2 separate regions of the Sus scrofa genome follow, and region 1 is linked to region 2. A link is a contact called in public HiChIP or PLAC-seq data. All regions are on one chromosome and are shown on one strand. The core of a region is the stretch at or near the end of the contact, and the rest is flanking DNA. Distances in the headings are between cores, read along the strand shown. Region 1 holds the start of VTA1 (vacuolar protein sorting-associated protein VTA1 homolog). Region 2 holds the start of HIVEP2 (transcription factor HIVEP2).

The links. HiChIP or PLAC-seq counts read pairs in DNA pulled down with a chosen protein or histone mark.
Region 1: an H3K27ac HiChIP or PLAC-seq map of alveolar macrophages shows a contact between it and region 2. The contact joins the promoter of VTA1 here to the promoter of HIVEP2 in region 2. A contact is called at or near these places in 3 of 47 Hi-C or Micro-C datasets (embryonic fibroblasts, fibroblasts and subcutaneous adipose tissue) and 1 of 2 datasets of contacts at active chromatin or transcription factors (alveolar macrophages).

Annotation. Positions count from the first base shown.
Region 1 is chr1:22,922,021-22,925,877 of Sscrofa11.1, reverse strand. VTA1 (vacuolar protein sorting-associated protein VTA1 homolog) reads left to right here and starts at 2,017. Exons shown (of 8, transcript XM_021087275.1): 1 at 2,017-2,211. The coding sequence starts at 2,100.
Region 2 is chr1:22,238,549-22,242,135 of Sscrofa11.1, reverse strand. It overlaps HIVEP2 (transcription factor HIVEP2), which reads right to left and starts at 1,455. Exons shown (of 10, transcript XM_021072421.1): 1 at 1,077-1,455.

The DNA of each region.
Region 1 (3,857 bases), core at 768-3,267, 680 kb before region 2:
ATATTTAGGATCCAACCCAGAGCAATTAAATCTGAATGCCCCGGGGGCAGGGGTGGGGAATAGGACCTAGACAGGAGGTTTTTTTGTTTGTTTGTTTTGTCTTTTTGTTTTTTTTAGGGCGCACCCGTGGCATTTAGAGGTTCCCAGGCTAGGGGCCTAATTGGAACTGTAGCCACCAGCCTACACCACAGCTCACAGCAACGCGGGATCCTTAAACCACTGAGCAAGGCCAGGGATCAAACCGGCAACCTCATGGTTCCTAGTCAGATTGGTTAACCACTGAGCTACAACGGGAACTCCCTAGATAGGAGCTTTTAAAAAATTTCTGGGGTGAACTTTAAGGACAACCATAGTTGAGAATCAAGAATAGGAAAATAATAAATGAGAAGTCATAAGGACAGAGAAATGACATTTATGGTTATGCCATTCTGCTTTGCTTCATTAATTTCTCTACCAACTCAGCAACTTCCGACTGGATAGTAGGAATAGAGAAGGAGAAAGAAATACTATTTTTGTCTGTTCGGTCTGCTACAACAAAATACCACGGACTGGGCAGCTTATGAACTATAGAAACCTGTTCCTCACAGCTCTGAAAGCTGGAAGGTGAAGATTTGGGTGCCAGCACAGTCAGGTTCTGGTGGGACCCTCCTCCACGCTGCAGACTGCTGATTTCTCCCTGTATCTGCAAATGGTGGAGGGACAGTCTAGCTTGTGGGGTCCCTTTTATATGGGCATTCATCTCATTCATGAAGGCTCTGTGTGCACGACCTAACCATATGCCAAGGGCCCCACCTTTGGCATTCAGTTTCAACACACAAATTTTGGGGAGACACAAATATTCAGTCCACAGTACACACGTTCTCAAGTGGTAATGAATGTGTTGCTGAAATTGGGGAGAATACAGAATTCAGTTCATTGCAAAAAAAAGAAAAAAGGCAGCCTCCTGATAAGATGATGTAGTCTGCAAACATGGATAGACAAAAGATGTGGACTGGAGGTTATACAGGACAAGGAGCAGGTTCTGCTGAGGTCACGGGTGGGATAGGATGGGTGGAGTGTGGATTAGAGAATAGGCAGATGGAAATTTCAGAGCTTGAGATCTTGTTTCTTTGAGATGGTGCAATTTCCATGAAAATTAGTTTTAAGATGAACTCTCAAAACTGGGGACTGAGATAAAATAAATAAAGATGAAGGGTATTGGAGGAGGTAAATAAAGAGTAAAGTCCTGAAAAATTATAGGATGGAGAGGAGAGAAAAATAATTGATGTCACTGATGGTAACAGTGATGGGAAAAGTTGATGCCTACCTACAAAGTACGAGTCGGCAGCATTGAACAAGAATTATTATTTGAACGCCTTATCTGTGCAATCACAAGATAATAACTGTCAAAAGACTTTGCAAATAGTTCATCACTCTCCAGAAACTACCGACCTACAAATTATTCATTCACTAGTGTTTGTGGTAACCAGCTCAGAAAAAAAAAGTTCAATTTTTTTTTAAGCTTAACGTGTTTAGTATTTAAGTTAAAAAAGCGGCTGGTTATTTTATCCAATGTGTCAACACAAAAAAGTGTAATTCAACATTTTAAACACATCATCTCTCATCTTACGCAAGAATTGCATTTAAAGTTTCTAAAATTGGAAAGGCTTCTAGGGACTCTATTAGTACAACCTGAGGAACTGGAAGAGAAAATTCCTGAATGATGCCAAAGGCAATTCACGCCTTTACCCTTTCTGCCAATTAACAATCATTATTTTCTTTTTGTTTTTCCCTTTCTATCTTCTGACACAAAAGGGGGGTCGAGGGTGGAAACAAAGAAAATAAAACAATCTCTTTTCCCTTCTGCCAGCAGCCAGCAGAGAGCGCTGGTGCCATAAGCAGCTTAACCGCGAAGCTGCTCAGCCTCCTCGGGGCACTAAACTGCTACGAGCCAGACAAGCGGAGGCTGTCCCTGTTGGGAACCCGTAATTGACCTGCTGTTGCTGAGCAACAGGGAAATGGGCGGGACTTGCTGTGCCCGTGCTTGCGCGCGCCCTCCGAAGACGGAAGCGGAAGTGTCGGCGGCGCGCGAGTAGGAAGTGGTGGTTCTTGGGGTGGAGATGGCCGCGCTTGCTCCGCTGCCCCCGCTGCCTCCGCAGTTTAAGAGCATTCAGCATCATCTGAGGACGGCTCAGGAGCATGACAAGCGGGACCCTGTGGTGGCATATTACTGTGAGTCTGTCCGTGTCGCCGCGGCCCTCATTACCCTCCCGGGCCCACAAAACTGCCTCTTGGTTCTTAAGTCAAGGCCCCGCCCCCCTGGCTTTAGACCTAGCTTTGACCTCTGACCCTCTGACCTTCTGTGGGAATCCCTAGGGCCCCGCCCTCCTCAGGGATCCCCACATTCTCTCTGGAACCCCGCAAGCCCCAGAAAGGCAAAACTTCAAAAGCACGGCGGTGGCCACCAGCTCTCCAGTCTTGTGCTTAAATATTTTTAAACTGATCACATAGGCTCATGAGCTCTTAAGGTTTTCTTTCTGTATGGACGTCCGAGAGCCTCCAGCCCCCACCAGGGTTTCCTGAAAATACCCTGAATATCCTGGAATTAATCTGAGTAGTTAAGTAATTGAGTTGGGGTTAAAACATAGGTAAGTGTCCTAAAGACAGTAGTGATGTGGACAAAAGGGAGATGAATTGATTGAGAACATAGTAATAAGTGCAGATTAATTGTGACAACATGCAAGTCCATTCACAAATTCATAATGAAGAGTAGCTGCTACAAAACAAGCACTTGGGTTAGACCATTCCTCCTTTTGCATCCAGACTACTCTTTCCCACTAATGAGGATCTTTGGTTTTAACTTCTTTGAATAATACCTGGGGCTGAGACGTTTGGTAGCAGTATTCTCACTTTGGTTGACTGTAATACACATAATCTACAGTTGATGAAACACACAGATTAAGTTTGTTCATACTTTTTCCTTTGCAGTGAAGATAGTAGGTCCAGTAAACTTTATTTTATATTACATAGTCTAACTTAATTGCATATAAAACAAGTGACCAAACAACTATAAAGTTTCTGAAAAGGACTTTTAGCTTTGAGAAGCTCAATATAATGTGTCCTCTGTTGTGGACATTATAAGATTAGCTAAAATACTGTCCACTGTTATCGTTGCCATACGCCAGGTGTCTCCCGCTTTGATTTCTCAAATATGCAAGGCCCTTTCAAACCTCTGCTCTCTTCCCTTTCTTGGGTTGTCTGCCTTTTTTCTCCACTTGGAGAACTCTTCATGATTCAGGTTCTTATGTATGTATGTATGTATGTATCTTTTGTCCTTTTTAGGGCCGTACCCACAGCATATGGAGGTTCCCAGGCCAGGGGTCTAATCGGAGCTGCAGCTGCGGGCCTACGCCACAGCCATGACAGCGCCAGATCTGAGCTACGTCTGAGACCTACACCACAGCTCATCGCAATGCCGGATCCTTAACCCACTGAATCACTGAGTGAGCCCAGGGATCGAACCCTCAACCTCATTGTTCTTAGTCTGATTCGTTTCCACTGCGCCAGGACGGGAACTCCAAGGTTCTAATTTAAATGTCACCTTTTCTGTAGACCGTAAGTTAATTACTCTTAAGGCTATACCTTATTTTGTTCAAATCTTAACAGCATTTTCCATTAGACTTGTTTTTCAGGTACCTCAAGCAGGGACCATTAGTCATTCATTCAGTTTGTATTTATTGAATTCTACCTATGCACTGTGGCTGTACAGTTCCTGTATTCATGGAACTTATCTACTATGAAGTGGGGAGATTAAGTAATAATATGAGTATATTATATAGAATATTAAAAAATTATAAGAAAAATAAAGCAGGGGAAAA
Region 2 (3,587 bases), core at 206-2,705:
CAGGGCGCCTCCTCCTGAACCTTCCATCGAGACAGTCCCCTCCTTCCTTGCTTCCTTCCTTCTCTCCTTCCTTCCTTCCCGGCTCGGGAGGAGAAAGGAGTCGCCGAAATGCCAACAGCCGGCGCCTTCACTGCCCTCGCTCGGCCTTAGGCCGGCGGCCCGGCCCTCGTGCCTCCCGCCCGCCCCCGACCCGCGCCGCGCGGCCCCCTCCCCCGCTACCTGACGACGGGCGGCCAGCGGCCGCGGCAGCCGCAGCGGTGGCCGGGCGGTGCGCGCCGGTGCACGTCCCTCATTAGCAACCAGGCACATTCCTGCCTCCAGCGCTCCCGCGCCGCCCCCTCCCCCCAGGACATTACGCAAAGCAGCCACCCCTCATCTGCATAGATCCTCGGCCAGGGTATTCCCCGCATTTCCCAACGCGCCGGACCCCCCCACCTGAGGTCTCCCCCATCCCCGCCCCCTCCGACCCTCACCCTTGCGCCGTAGACCAGGGGCCGAGGGCGCGCGCCGGGAGGGCGATGGGGTCCGGCAGCGGCGATTTCGCTGTAAAGTGAAACGAGCTGCTAATGCTAAGGGAGGCAGGAAAAACACCGCGCCGAGGCCACTTACCGAGCCGAGGAACCTAGATTCCCGCCGCTCTGCTCACCCGAATGGTTGGTCCGCCCTCCGCGCACCCCAAGGCTGCACCCAGCACCCCAAAGTCGAGACGTGTAGGAATATGATTAACGAGCCGGGAGACCCTCCAAGTTGCTCCGGGCTCCCAGGAGCTTCAACGTCCAAGACACAACTTGGCGGAGACTTGTGCCACAGTCACCGAGGATGTTTCTGCGGAGACCCTCCTCCGGCGGGGAGAGACAGCGCTCGGTGGCGCCCCGCTTGCCTCCTCTCCACCCCCCTCACCTCCAGCCCGCCTCCCGCCGGCCGCCCGCCTCTGGGCCGCGAGCCCCTAGGGCGGCTGTCAGCTCCCGGCCGCCGCCGGGTGACAGGAGCCGGAGGAGGGCGCGACGCGGCGGCCCAAGCCCGAGCGGGCGAGGGGGATCCTCGCAGCAGCAGCAGCAGCAGCGGCGGCCGCTCACCTGGAAAGTCACCGCTGAGAAGGAGGAGGAGAAGGAGGAGGAAGAGGAGGGAGAGGAGGAGGGGGAGGAAACCCCCCTGGTGCCCTTGTTCTCGCTGCCGCGGCGGCCGCTCCTCGCCAAGGCTGAGCGTGTCTGGTGGGGGGTGTCTGGTAGCATTTCCTTAAGGACAGAGGGAGGGAGGGCGGGCACGGAGGGAGGGAAGCGATCCCGACCGCCTGCCCAGGCTCCTCTTTCCTTTATTTATTTTTCTGACACTGTACGGAGATGGTCCCGGGACAGGGGCCGCCGGGCTCGGGAGGGAGCCGCGAGGCCCGGGCCGCAGCAGTCTGCGTGCGGGAGCCGCAGCGGCCGCCTCCCCTCCCGGTCTGTGGACGCACGGGGTTATTCCTGGCAGCGCCTCCCCGAACAGAAGTTACTAGGAGGAGTGCGCGGCGAGGGCGGGCGGGGGGAGAGGCGGAGGGAGGGAGGAAGAGGGAGAGACTCAGCCAGCGACGTCATCGGATCCCCCAGCGCGTCCCAGGGAGGGAGGCCGAACCAGAAAAACCAGTCTGGAGCCGGCGAGCGGAGAGGGTTGTGCGGCGCGACGGGGGAGGGAAGCGACCGGGAAGTCAAGGCCCGGCCCCGCTGCAGCCGCGCTCCCGCTCGCTCGGATCCAGGGATCTCCCCAGAGAGCCAGTCTCTACTTGTCATGCAAAAAAACTTGGGCGTCTCTAGGAGCCTGAGAATTTCCTTTAGGGATGCGGAAACCTCCTCCCTCCCACTCCTATCTTCCCATTTCCCAGATCTTTCCTCATCTAGAAGACAAAGAGAATTATAGAATAATTCGTATTGTCTTTAATTAGAATTGTCTTTATGATTTTTGTCCGGGTTCCTCCGATCCCTTTTCTCTCTGTGGCCCCGCCTCTATGCAACATTAATGCTATCGGTCAAAAAATAAAATAAAATCATATTGTAGGTCCTGGCTGCGTTTGTGGAGCTTTGCAAAGTGTTTTACTAGCACTTTCCGGGCCCCTGCGGAAGCATGAACTTTTCACGCGCTCGAAATGCCCCAGTTGCCTTCGCTGGGGTCACTCACCAGGGTGCCCTGGGCGCACCCAGCTCGGGGATCGCGGCCCGCCCTCGCCGGGGTATTCAAATCGGTTTGAGCAGCTGCGAGAGGAGCAGCTGCCGGTTTCCTGGTGGCAGTGCTGAGACCTGTGGCGAGCGGCCGCCTCCAGTCTGCGAGCTTCCCTTCCTCCGAAGGGACGCGAGTGAAATCACACCCAGCGCGGGGACAGCGGGGCCGGGGGACGGGGGAATCCCAGGCGAGTGGGGGCCGGGGCCCTGGGCTTCCTCCCCGGCCCGGCAACACCCGGGGGACACCGGGGCTCCCTCGAGCCGTTACCCTGCCTGTGTGGACTTGTGTGCACCCTTAGGGGAGGTTCCCAGGCGGCCGCGGCGGCAGGAGCGCGGCGAAAGGATGGCCACCGGGCCGGGCGTACTCTCAGAGCGCCTCCTCCGGGTGGTCTGCGGGCCGGGCAAGGAACGTGCGCCACCCCTCCCGGGCGCCCCAGCGGCCGCGCAGAGCCGAGCAGAGCTGACTGCCCCGGCGCCGCGGGCCCGATAGGCCCTCCCCGCCCCCCGTCCGCGCCGCCGCCCTGCCCCGGGCGGAGTAAACAAGAGACGCGCAAGATTTGACCTGGCGCGACCCGGATTTCTGGCCGGGGTTCCCCCTGAGCAGGTGACTCCGTGGGAGGGGTGGAAATGAGTCTCTGGAATTCCGGGCCAAAGACATTAACTGTGGTTCTGCTTTTAAGGCAGGTATTTCACCGACAACTGCGGAATGTTTTGCGTCTCAAGTTTCAGATTTCGCGGAAAGGGACCAAATGTCAAGGCATATCAAATATTCCCTTCCCTTTTCATTAAAAGAGAGTGCATTTAAAAGGAGGACAGCCCTTTAATGACTGCGAGAATGGTACTGCCGGTTTCGTTTTTGCTTTGTTTTGTTTTTCATTTCGACCTATAATCAGTGTATTTCTGAGGTCCTCGTGCAATGGCGACAGTACGTTTAACGACTCTACAAAATATAGCGGTGATACTTTCTATTTTAACCTTTTTTTTTTTTTCCAAAGGAGAAAAAACTGAAAGATTTGAAATAAGTTTCACTGTGTTCTTAGAGATAGATCTCATTTAAATTCAGGGCCTACTTCCATTTAAGCGACTTCTCCTTTCATTGTATAAGTTCTTTAATATTTAGCCTTTCTTGACTTAACTTGAAACACTTAATAAAAACTCCCGCAATCATCATTTTCTCTTAAATGTATGCCATTGCATTTTCAAACATCCATTTAAAACGCAAAATGTGATTTTCAAGATGTTTTTTCACTTCCAAACCCACCTGCTACATATTCCCAGAGCCCATTTTATTTAATTGCTTAATAGAGAAGATTAAGCAGTTTCTTTAAGAATCCAATTTCCCTTCAGCACACACAACAGCAGCTGCCCAAGCTCCCAGAAGCTGAGCAAGGAAAG